Linked DNA regions of Sus scrofa: region 1 is linked to region 2. The links are chromatin contacts, called in public Hi-C maps. All regions are on one chromosome and are shown on one strand. Each heading gives the region's core, a stretch centred on a gene start, on an enhancer-like site or on the middle of the called end of the contact. The rest is flanking DNA. Distances are from core to core; before and after follow the strand shown.

The links. A called contact is a pair of places that touch in the nucleus more often than the background predicts.
Region 1: a contact with region 2 is called in a Hi-C map of subcutaneous adipose tissue, with 2.0 times the contacts expected there. The contact joins the promoter of LOC100622387 here to the promoter of ZNF184 in region 2. A contact is called at or near these places in 1 of 5 promoter capture datasets (fetal liver), 7 of 47 Hi-C or Micro-C datasets (embryonic fibroblasts, fetal skeletal muscle, heart right ventricle and 4 more) and 1 of 2 datasets of contacts at active chromatin or transcription factors (alveolar macrophages).

Annotation. Positions count from the first base shown.
Region 1 is chr7:21,631,811-21,636,550 of Sscrofa11.1, forward strand. It overlaps LOC100622387 (histone H2A type 1), which reads right to left and starts at 2,129. Exons shown (of 1, transcript XM_003356570.4): 1 at 1,057-2,129. The coding sequence starts at 2,088. The coding sequence ends at 1,696. It overlaps LOC110261664 (histone H3.1), which reads right to left and starts at 657. Exons shown (of 1, transcript XM_021099837.1): 1 at 151-657. The coding sequence starts at 616. The coding sequence ends at 206. It also overlaps the pseudogene LOC100513549.
Region 2 is chr7:21,433,403-21,437,762 of Sscrofa11.1, forward strand. ZNF184 (zinc finger protein 184) reads right to left here and starts at 1,834. Exons shown (of 7, transcript XM_021099796.1): 1 at 1,372-1,834; 2 at 997-1,126.

The sequences.
Region 1 (4,740 bases), core at 879-3,378, 200 kb after region 2:
ATTGCCTTGGCAAATACTTAGCCTAGTTTGAGTGACAAAAAACGGCGAATCTCGCGTTAGAAACCTTTCCTCACCCCATCCCCCATTTACTAAAGACCGAAGCAAGCGTAACAGCCACTCTCAGTGAGAACAGAAAGTGGCTCTTAAAAGAGCCTTTTGGGAGGGAGAAAGCGAATACGTCCAAGGCAAATTAGGAAGGACAACTTTACGCCCTCTCCCCGCGGATGCGGCGAGCCAGCTGGATGTCCTTGGGCATGATGGTGACGCGCTTGGCGTGGATGGCGCACAGGTTGGTGTCCTCGAAGAGCCCCACCAGGTAGGCCTCGCACGCCTCCTGCAGCGCCATCACGGCCGAGCTCTGGAAGCGCAGGTCCGTCTTGAAGTCCTGCGCGATCTCGCGCACCAGCCGCTGGAACGGCAGCTTGCGGATCAGCAGCTCCGTGGACTTCTGGTAGCGCCGGATCTCGCGCAGGGCCACCGTGCCGGGCCGGTAGCGGTGCGGCTTCTTCACGCCGCCGGTGGCGGGCGCGCTCTTGCGGGCCGCCTTGGTGGCCAGCTGCTTGCGCGGCGCCTTGCCGCCGGTGGACTTGCGAGCGGTCTGCTTGGTACGAGCCATAGAGAGAGATCTGACGCCGCGAAAGAAGCAATGGAGAACTGATGCCAGGACCAGACTTTATAGTCATGATCCAATCCTGATTGGTCAGAACTGTTGCAGGAGTAACCTGATTGGTTTTTGGTCCAATCTTCGTTTGGTTCTTACTGCCTCTAAAAAGGTTTTACTTTCCGTAATGTTTTTAACTTTCTATTTTTACAGTAAGGAATTATAGCTGTACTCTCCTGTCTGAGTTTACGGTTTTCGACCCAAACGTTAAGATTTCACCAGAGGAGAAAGGGAATTTGATCCACAATTTGTGGCGGTCAGCGCCTAAATTTTTATAAAAGAAATGCATTTTCAGTGGAGACCCCCCCCTTACAGATTGATATGGGAGAAAATTAGAGCAGAATAATGTATTCATCATTTTCTCTAAAAAGTAGTTCCATTTCACTACATCAAAATCTGTTTTTAATGAATGTACCAAATAATTCAAAGTAAAGTCAATATACACTCTCGCACCTGAACACAGAACTGGGCTACAGCGTTGTGTAGGGAAGGGAGGATACTTGATGTGGGCTTGACTAAATACTAGTGATTATCTCAACTCATTAATGGGTTGTGATGCAATTAAACGGCTGATTGGACTTTAACATGTAAATTGTGTACTTATCAGCAGGCCTGAGGGAAGAGAGGTTTACACTGACTAGTGATTAGGTGTTTTCCTATAAATGCTCTTTCGAAAAGAGCTTTTGAGTGTGGAGTTTTAGTTGGCCAATGGACCACTGGGTTCCAGTGAGACAAATTTTAAAAATGGTTTAGTACATTTGCTGGAGCAAGTAATCACCCCAAATGCGTCCCGGGGAGACAATAAAGGCGGGTGAGTTCATGGGTTTGCAATTGAGTAAACTTCAAACAGGCCTCTACCTTAAAAGTCAACACGTGCCTGGTCAGTTCCAAAGGAAAACTACGTTTTTTACATATTGTAAACTTAACCAGGTATTCGTGGCAGGTTTTACAAAAGTGCTCAGTTCTTCCACAGAAATGGTGGGCGGCTCTGAAAAGAGCCTTTGTTCTTTGAGGTTGAAGTATGAATTAAGGCCTTATTTGCCCTTGGCCTTGTGGTGGCTCTCGGTCTTCTTGGGCAGCAGCACCGCCTGGATGTTGGGCAGGACGCCGCCCTGAGCGATGGTGACTTTGCCCAGCAGCTTGTTGAGCTCCTCGTCGTTGCGGATGGCCAGCTGCAAGTGGCGCGGGATGATGCGCGTCTTCTTGTTATCGCGAGCCGCGTTGCCCGCCAGCTCCAGGATCTCGGCCGTCAGGTACTCCAGCACCGCCGCCAAGTACACCGGCGCCCCAGCTCCAACCCGCTCGGCATAGTTGCCCTTGCGGAGCAGGCGGTGCACTCGGCCCACCGGGAACTGGAGCCCGGCTCGCGAGGAGCGGGTCTTGGCCTTGGCGCGAGCTTTACCTCCTTGTTTCCCACGTCCGGACATGATGTAGCAACCAGAATCTACACCAGTAGTAACTAAGGAGCAAGAAGAGAAACTCACAATTTATAGCTGCAACTGGGAGCGAAAAATCCGCATTTCCATTGGCTAAGATTGCAATCCCATTTTTAAACAAGAAAAAAAAAAGCGCTTCCTAATAATGAGTGTTCTTATTGGACAATATTCACATAACGTCATCACTAGTTTTGGCCAATCAGACCTAGAACTTTACTGCATCGCGTTTGCCTGCGGATTTGTAGGTAAAAAGGATTCGACCGTCCTTGTCCTCATTTATTGTTTCTCAAGGGTTTTTTCTTTACCATGCCTGAGCCAGCTAAATCTGCCCCAGCTCCAAGAAGGGCTCCAAGAAGGCGGTGACCAGGCGCAGAAGAAGGACGGCAAGAAGCGCAGGCGCAGCCGCAAGGAGAGCTACTCAGTGTACGTGTACAAGGTGCTGAAGCAGGTCTACCCGGACACAGGCCGTGGGCATCATGAACTCTTTCGTTAACGACATCGTCGAGCGCATCACGGGCGAGGCATCGCGCCTGGCGCATTACAAAAATCGCTCGACCATTACGTTCTCGGGCATCTAGATGGACGTGCGCCAGCTGCTTCCCGGGGAGATGGCCAAACATGCTGTGTCTGAGGGCGCCAAGCCTGTCAGCAAGTACACCAGTGCCAAGTGAGCCACCCATGGCCGACCCAAAGGCTCTTTTCAGAGCCACCTACCCTTTCAGAGAAACAGGTGGTGCTGGTGCATTTGCCTATAGTTTCTCTTGCAAGAGTAAGGGGCCGGTTTGGGAGCGGAAAACTGGGTAAAAATTTAAAGGGCCCTCCTCTGAAGCTGTCTTGGCTAAGCATTTGGGCTCAGTGTCATGCAAATTTGGAATGGGTTCTTCGACGCCCTTTGAAAAAGATATTCTGTTTTGTCCTCTTACAAAAGCCAAAATTTCGCGTTTGTTTACACTTTTCAAGGAAAGTAACGTCCCCCCGTCTCTGATTGGGCAGCAGCACTGTTTGAAAAGCCCGCCATGGGCTGTGATTGGCTAGATTGTCTACTATCGGGGTTGTGAGTTTTGAAGAGATTCTTTAGAAAGTAAAATCTTACCTTGCTTCTACTGAGGGAATGGAATGCACCAGGCTCTGGAGCCAAGAGTCATAAGGGTGAAAATGAACGGTTCCGTGTTCTGTGTCTGGTTCCCATCCACTACCGAATTGGTACTGTGACATTAGCCCTGTCTATGGAGATTCTAGGTGAATTGAAACGATATAATGCAAAGTGCAACGGGAACAAAGATCAGGGAAGTAAGTTCCTTAAGGGTAAAATGTTGAACAAGGAACTCGGCAACTTGGGAAAGCGCGTTCTTCCAGTGTTTCATCAGGAGACGCTGGAAGGGAGGTAGGCCAGGACTCGCTAGGCTGGGAGAACAATTTTCTAACGGTGCTTTGAGTCAACGATTAAAAATCCTGCCATAGAAGGCGGAGAACTCAGTATTTAAGAGAAGATTGTATACTAGCATGGGCTAGCTAGGAATATTAGGAAATGGAATCTTTCAAGGCATGATCAAAAGTCCTTCACTTCCCCACTTCCCTGAATCTTTCAATAGTGCCTAAATTCTTTTTTGCAGTTCAAAGCATTAACATTCTCTGCTGCCCTGTCATCCCCTCTCACCAGAAAATGATTGCTATTGTAAATATATATATATATATTTTCCCCACTAACAGCAAGTAACAAGCTCCTACATTCACACCCTACTCCAGGCTGCAACATTTCCTGTCTTTCCCTATTGTCACTTCCCTTAAAGTTGTGGGTTTAGACTCTATCTCAGAGGAACAGTTTATCCCTGTCCCAGGTAACAAGCCTCCCGGAAGTCATGCCAACAGGTTAATGGATTGTGAAAAATATATGCGTTGTTACTCACTCCGCTAAAATGAGACTCTGTTCCCAGTTTCTGCACCTCTGACATTAGGCCTTGGGTGCCGGCAAAAGAACCCACTGACAAGATACCCTACTTGGTGGAAAGCAATCCCCTAATTTCATGCTGAACTCATTGGCATCATATTCATCCCCTCTTTTTATTATTTAGTCTCTTTCCGAGATAGGTGTTTTGTTTTGTTTTTGTTTGTATGTTTGTTTGTTTTATGTTTTTTAACTGTTAAGAGATCTGAGGAAGAATTAACTTGGGTGGGTGAAATAAGAAGCATTGCCCTCTTCTGCCATCTTGTGGCAAGAATACAGAAGGACCGCACCAAGGCGTTATGTTTTCCAGATCCAACTGAAATGCATTCTAACTTCAAGTTTTTAGTGACCCTGAGTTGGGATAAGCAGAGTAATCATTTCTGTCTCCCTTTAACCACTGGATTTAAGTTAGTTTCTTCAAGAGTTACTTGTGTGTATGTGAGAGATGGAGAGAGGTATTGTTTTGTGGTCTGGTCAGAGCTGTCCAAATAAAAAGGAGTCAAAAATCAAAATGCTCTATACCTTAAAATAAATAAAAAAAATAGGGTTATGCTCACACTAGTTCTGGTCCTCGAAGTAATAAAAACTTGAATGTTTTATGTAAACCTAAATGCCTAATGAAAAAATGACTTTTGCTAGACCATTCTTTGAAGCTGCGTCAGGACTTGAAATTATGATTATCATGTGATTAAGTTACA
Region 2 (4,360 bases), core at 584-3,083:
CCTCTGCCACAGACACAGCAACCTGAGATCCGAGCCTCGTCTGCGATCTATACCAACGGCTATGGGCAACGTTGGATCCTTAACCCACTGAGCAAGGTCAGGGATTGAACCTGCATCCTCATGGATACTAGTTGGATTAGTTAACCCCTGAGCCATAATGGGAATTCATTTGCTTAATTTTTAAAAAGCAAATAAATTTGATGCTAAACAGCAGAAATATAATCCATATCAAAAATTTTCAAAATATACCTAAAGAACTACGTTTAGTTTTAGGCAATGAATTTTAAGAAGCATGCCATCACGCAGGAGAGTTTTTAGGGAAGAGGACCAGATATATTACATGAAGACTCATCAAGGGAATTGAGGCGATTTTGTTTGGAAAAGAAACAGAATTTGTGAGTAGGAGTTTTAACAGCTGAATTCACATATCTGAAGGGCAACAATGTTAAAGAGCCAGCAGTTTCTTGCTTTTGAGGACTAAGAGCTAAAATCAACACAGAAATTACAGAGAAAGACAACTGTGCCTAATATAAGGAACTAAAAAAAGAAAGACCCCACAAGGGAATAGTCTGCACCCAAAATGCTGTTTAACACCACACTTGTTCAGGCATAGGCTTAACAGATGGCCATCTGCCAGGGATATTTCAGAACTGATTCTTGCACTAAGAGATGAGTACCAAGACTTTTCCTGACTGCAACATTATCATTCTAATTTTTAATAAACAGAGGTTATGTGAGGATCACAGACATTCTGAATCATTACTTCTTTTCATTCCCCAATCCCAAAGTCAGGCAGAATTAACTCTTCCTTCAAGTTTCCCCCTATAATATAAGTAAGTCTCTCCCTATGATGTAATTGTTTCTTTCTCCATCCATCCTTATATACATAAGGTCCCTTCCTTCCACTACTTCCAGCTCTGCCAAGTGTTTAATTTTCAAGTCGTGCCTGCTGTTTTGCCTCCATCATCCCACTCTCCCCCAAGTCTTCCCCATTACCTTCCATCTCAAGTGCTCATCCCCTTCCTCTTGGAATCAGGACACCAGGGTTTCTCAAGCTGGGTCCTCAGTCTGGAGCCCAGATGTTCAGCAGGAGGATGAGCCCTTACGCCCGCTGAAGTTGGCTACCCTAAAAGACACAGGATGAGGTCAGCAGCAACTGTCATACAATCACAACTCAAGAGTTTTGCAGAGCGGCCAAGAGGTCCTTGGAAAAGAGAAGTGACCAGAGAGAGCATTAAAGAGACATGTGGCATTCCGGCTGAACAAAAACAGAATGGAGATCGAGAACGCAGATTCTCATCCCCAGATTCCAAAACCCCTGTCGCCTATCCTAGAATCTGACCAGAAGCTCCCACCTACCCGGACGGTTACCTCTGTGCACACTTGCGGGCTCACACCCCCGCGGGCTCAGGAAGACACACCTGTTGCAGGGCGGAAAAGCTGGAAAATGGACAACAGGGCGGGGCCCGGCTCTGGTCCTTCCTCCTAGGCCGGAACAAAAGAACAAAGCCCTCCCAGGGATCGGAGCGGAACAGCCCCACTCTGAAGGAGGCGATGGGCGCCCCTTCTAGGACGCCCCAGCTCTCTCCCACAGAGGCCGCTTCAAGCGAAGAGAGGAGTGACGTCACGCGGCCGGAGGACTGGCGGTTGCCATAGTGATACCTGGGCTTCCCTCCCTCTAGAGCCTGCCACACACTCCTATCCCCCGCCCGGAAGCTCTGAGACGATCACCAAACCTAGCGAAGGGAGCCGAAGCATCAGGTCTCCCCCCTCTTTTCACGCCTACAGCCGGCTTCAACGGCCACTTCCGGTCGTGAGGAGAGAACCCCGCCCCCGCCCGCCAGCGTTAGATCACGCCCCGCAGACACGCGGGACTACGATTCCCAGCATGCTCTAGGACGCTAAACTCCATTTCCCAGAGGCCTCAGCCAAAGAGTAAGAGCCCTTTGAGCAGGGCCTGGGGTTCTGCCCTTCAGTCGTTTGTTCCTTGGTCTCTGAGTTGAAAGTGTTCGTTGGAGAGGTGACTCTCAAGCATGTGTGACCAGACTGATTATAAGAGTACACATTTATACACGTATATAATTTTAAAACACAATTATGTCATAATGCAATACTTTCCTGTATTACGTGCCCTACCTTGTATTTGATATTATACTTATTTGTTTAAAAAATTCTGGTCGTGACCCATTATATTGCTTTCATGACTCTCAAATGGGTCGTAACCTTCACTTTAAACTGTGAGGTGGGCTTCCCATGTTTTGACCGCTGTAGTGCACGGTGTATGCTTACTTCAGCCCACACATAGCTATGAATGAAACCCAACTCCAGTCTGTCGATGTGTCTTTGGCAGAATATCCGAAAGATGTCGATAGGTTTCTATACTTTTAAATGTGTGGCCCAAGCACTTTACTGTACTTCTGTGCATCTCCATATTTGTATAGCGGGGTTAAGGTCAAGTCACAGACTACTGGCTGACAAAACACTAAACTTGGAATCCCAACACTAAGTATATGAAAAACAAAGTTACAGTAAAAGGAAAGGGACGGTATCTAGAAGCAGATTTCAGAAAAAACCTACTGTGAGAACCAGAAAATTTCTGGCAACAATTTGGTATTCTAAGTAGATTGCCAGAAGACACGACCTAAATGAAACAGAAATGAAAGCTGTGAAAGAACAGGCTGAAATAAAGACATCAGATGAAAAGGAATTAAAACATATAGCAAAGAGTATTTAAGTGCAGGAGCATTATTCATAATGGAGAACTGAATTGATGCTACGAAAAAGTGACTAGGTTATGTATAGGATATTCTTTTAAAGCTGAATGATTCAAAAGAAAGACAAATGAAATAGAAGAAAATGGCTGATAGCTATAAAGGACAGAGGATGGAAAGGCAATATGTAGATGATTGCCATAACAAAATGTCGGTAATTCCCATAGATTGAGTGGCTTAAACAATAGAAATTAATTTTGTCACAGTTCTGGAAGCTGGAAGTCCAAGATCAAGGTGTCAACAAGTTTGTTTCTCCAAAGACCTCTTCCTTGGATTACAGATAGCCACCTTCTTGAAGTATCCTCACATGTCCTTTGCTTTATGCATGCTTTTCCCTGGTGTCTCTTTGTGTACCCAAATTTCCTCTTCTTATAATGATACTAGTTGTCAGATTAAAATAACGCTCTTTTAAACAACAAATTTACTGGATACAAAACCCCATATTCAAATATATGTTGTATTCATCTACACCAGTAAAAATAGACAATTTTTTGTCATTTACAATAGCAAGAAAACTATCAATATTCTAATAATAAACACAATAATAAATGTAATAAAATGTGCAAGAGTGCTATATTAAAAGCCTCAAATCACTGTGCTGAGAATTTTTATTTTTTTATTATTTTTATCTTTTTTTTTTTTTTTTTTTTTTGCCTTTTCTAGGGCCACTCCCACGGCATATGAAGGTTCCCAGGCTAGGGGTCTGTAGCTGCCAACCTATGCCAGAGCCACAGCAATGCGGGATCTGAGCCGTGTCTGCAGCCTACACCACAGCTCACGGCAATGCTAGATCCTTAACCCACTGAGTAAGGCCAGGGATCGAATCCGCAACCTCATGGATCCTAGTTGGATTCGTTAACCGCTGCGCCACGATGGGAACTCTGAGAGTTTTTAATAATATCTAAATAAATGAAAAGATATATTCATTGATTGAAAGACTCAGATTCAATGTGTTTGAAATAAAATTGTCAAAGTGGACTTCTGAGAGAATTGACAAACTATCTCTGAAATATATGTGCTTGTGGAAAGGACCTAGAATAGTCTCAGAAATCTTGCAAAGAAAGAACAAATCTGGAGGACTTTTATTACCACATGATAAGACATTCTAAAGCCATACTGATTAATAGAGTATTCTTTGGCATAAAGATAGAGAGATCATTGGAAGAAAATAGATATGCCAATATAAAACCGCATACATATAAAAAGTATCTGCAGTTCAAAGGGGAAAATGATAGATTTTTCAAAAGGCTGTACTGGTCAACTGGATATACAAAGGAAAACAATATGGATGTTGGACTCTTTTGTAAACTATTTCCTAAACTAATTCAAGGTGGATTAAATACCTAAATGTGCAAGGTAAAATAATACAAGTTACTGAGGAAAGCAATAGACTCTTTTCATGAACTTTGGGTTGCCAAGGATTTCCTGTTTAATAAGCACAAAAAGCAATAACCATAAAAGATAAATTGGACTTTAAAGTTAAGAACTTCAGTACATCCAAGGACACCATTAGCAATGTAAAAAGGCATAGAGTGGGAGATGTTTTTAATAAATATATCCGACAAAAGATTTACATCTTAACTATACAC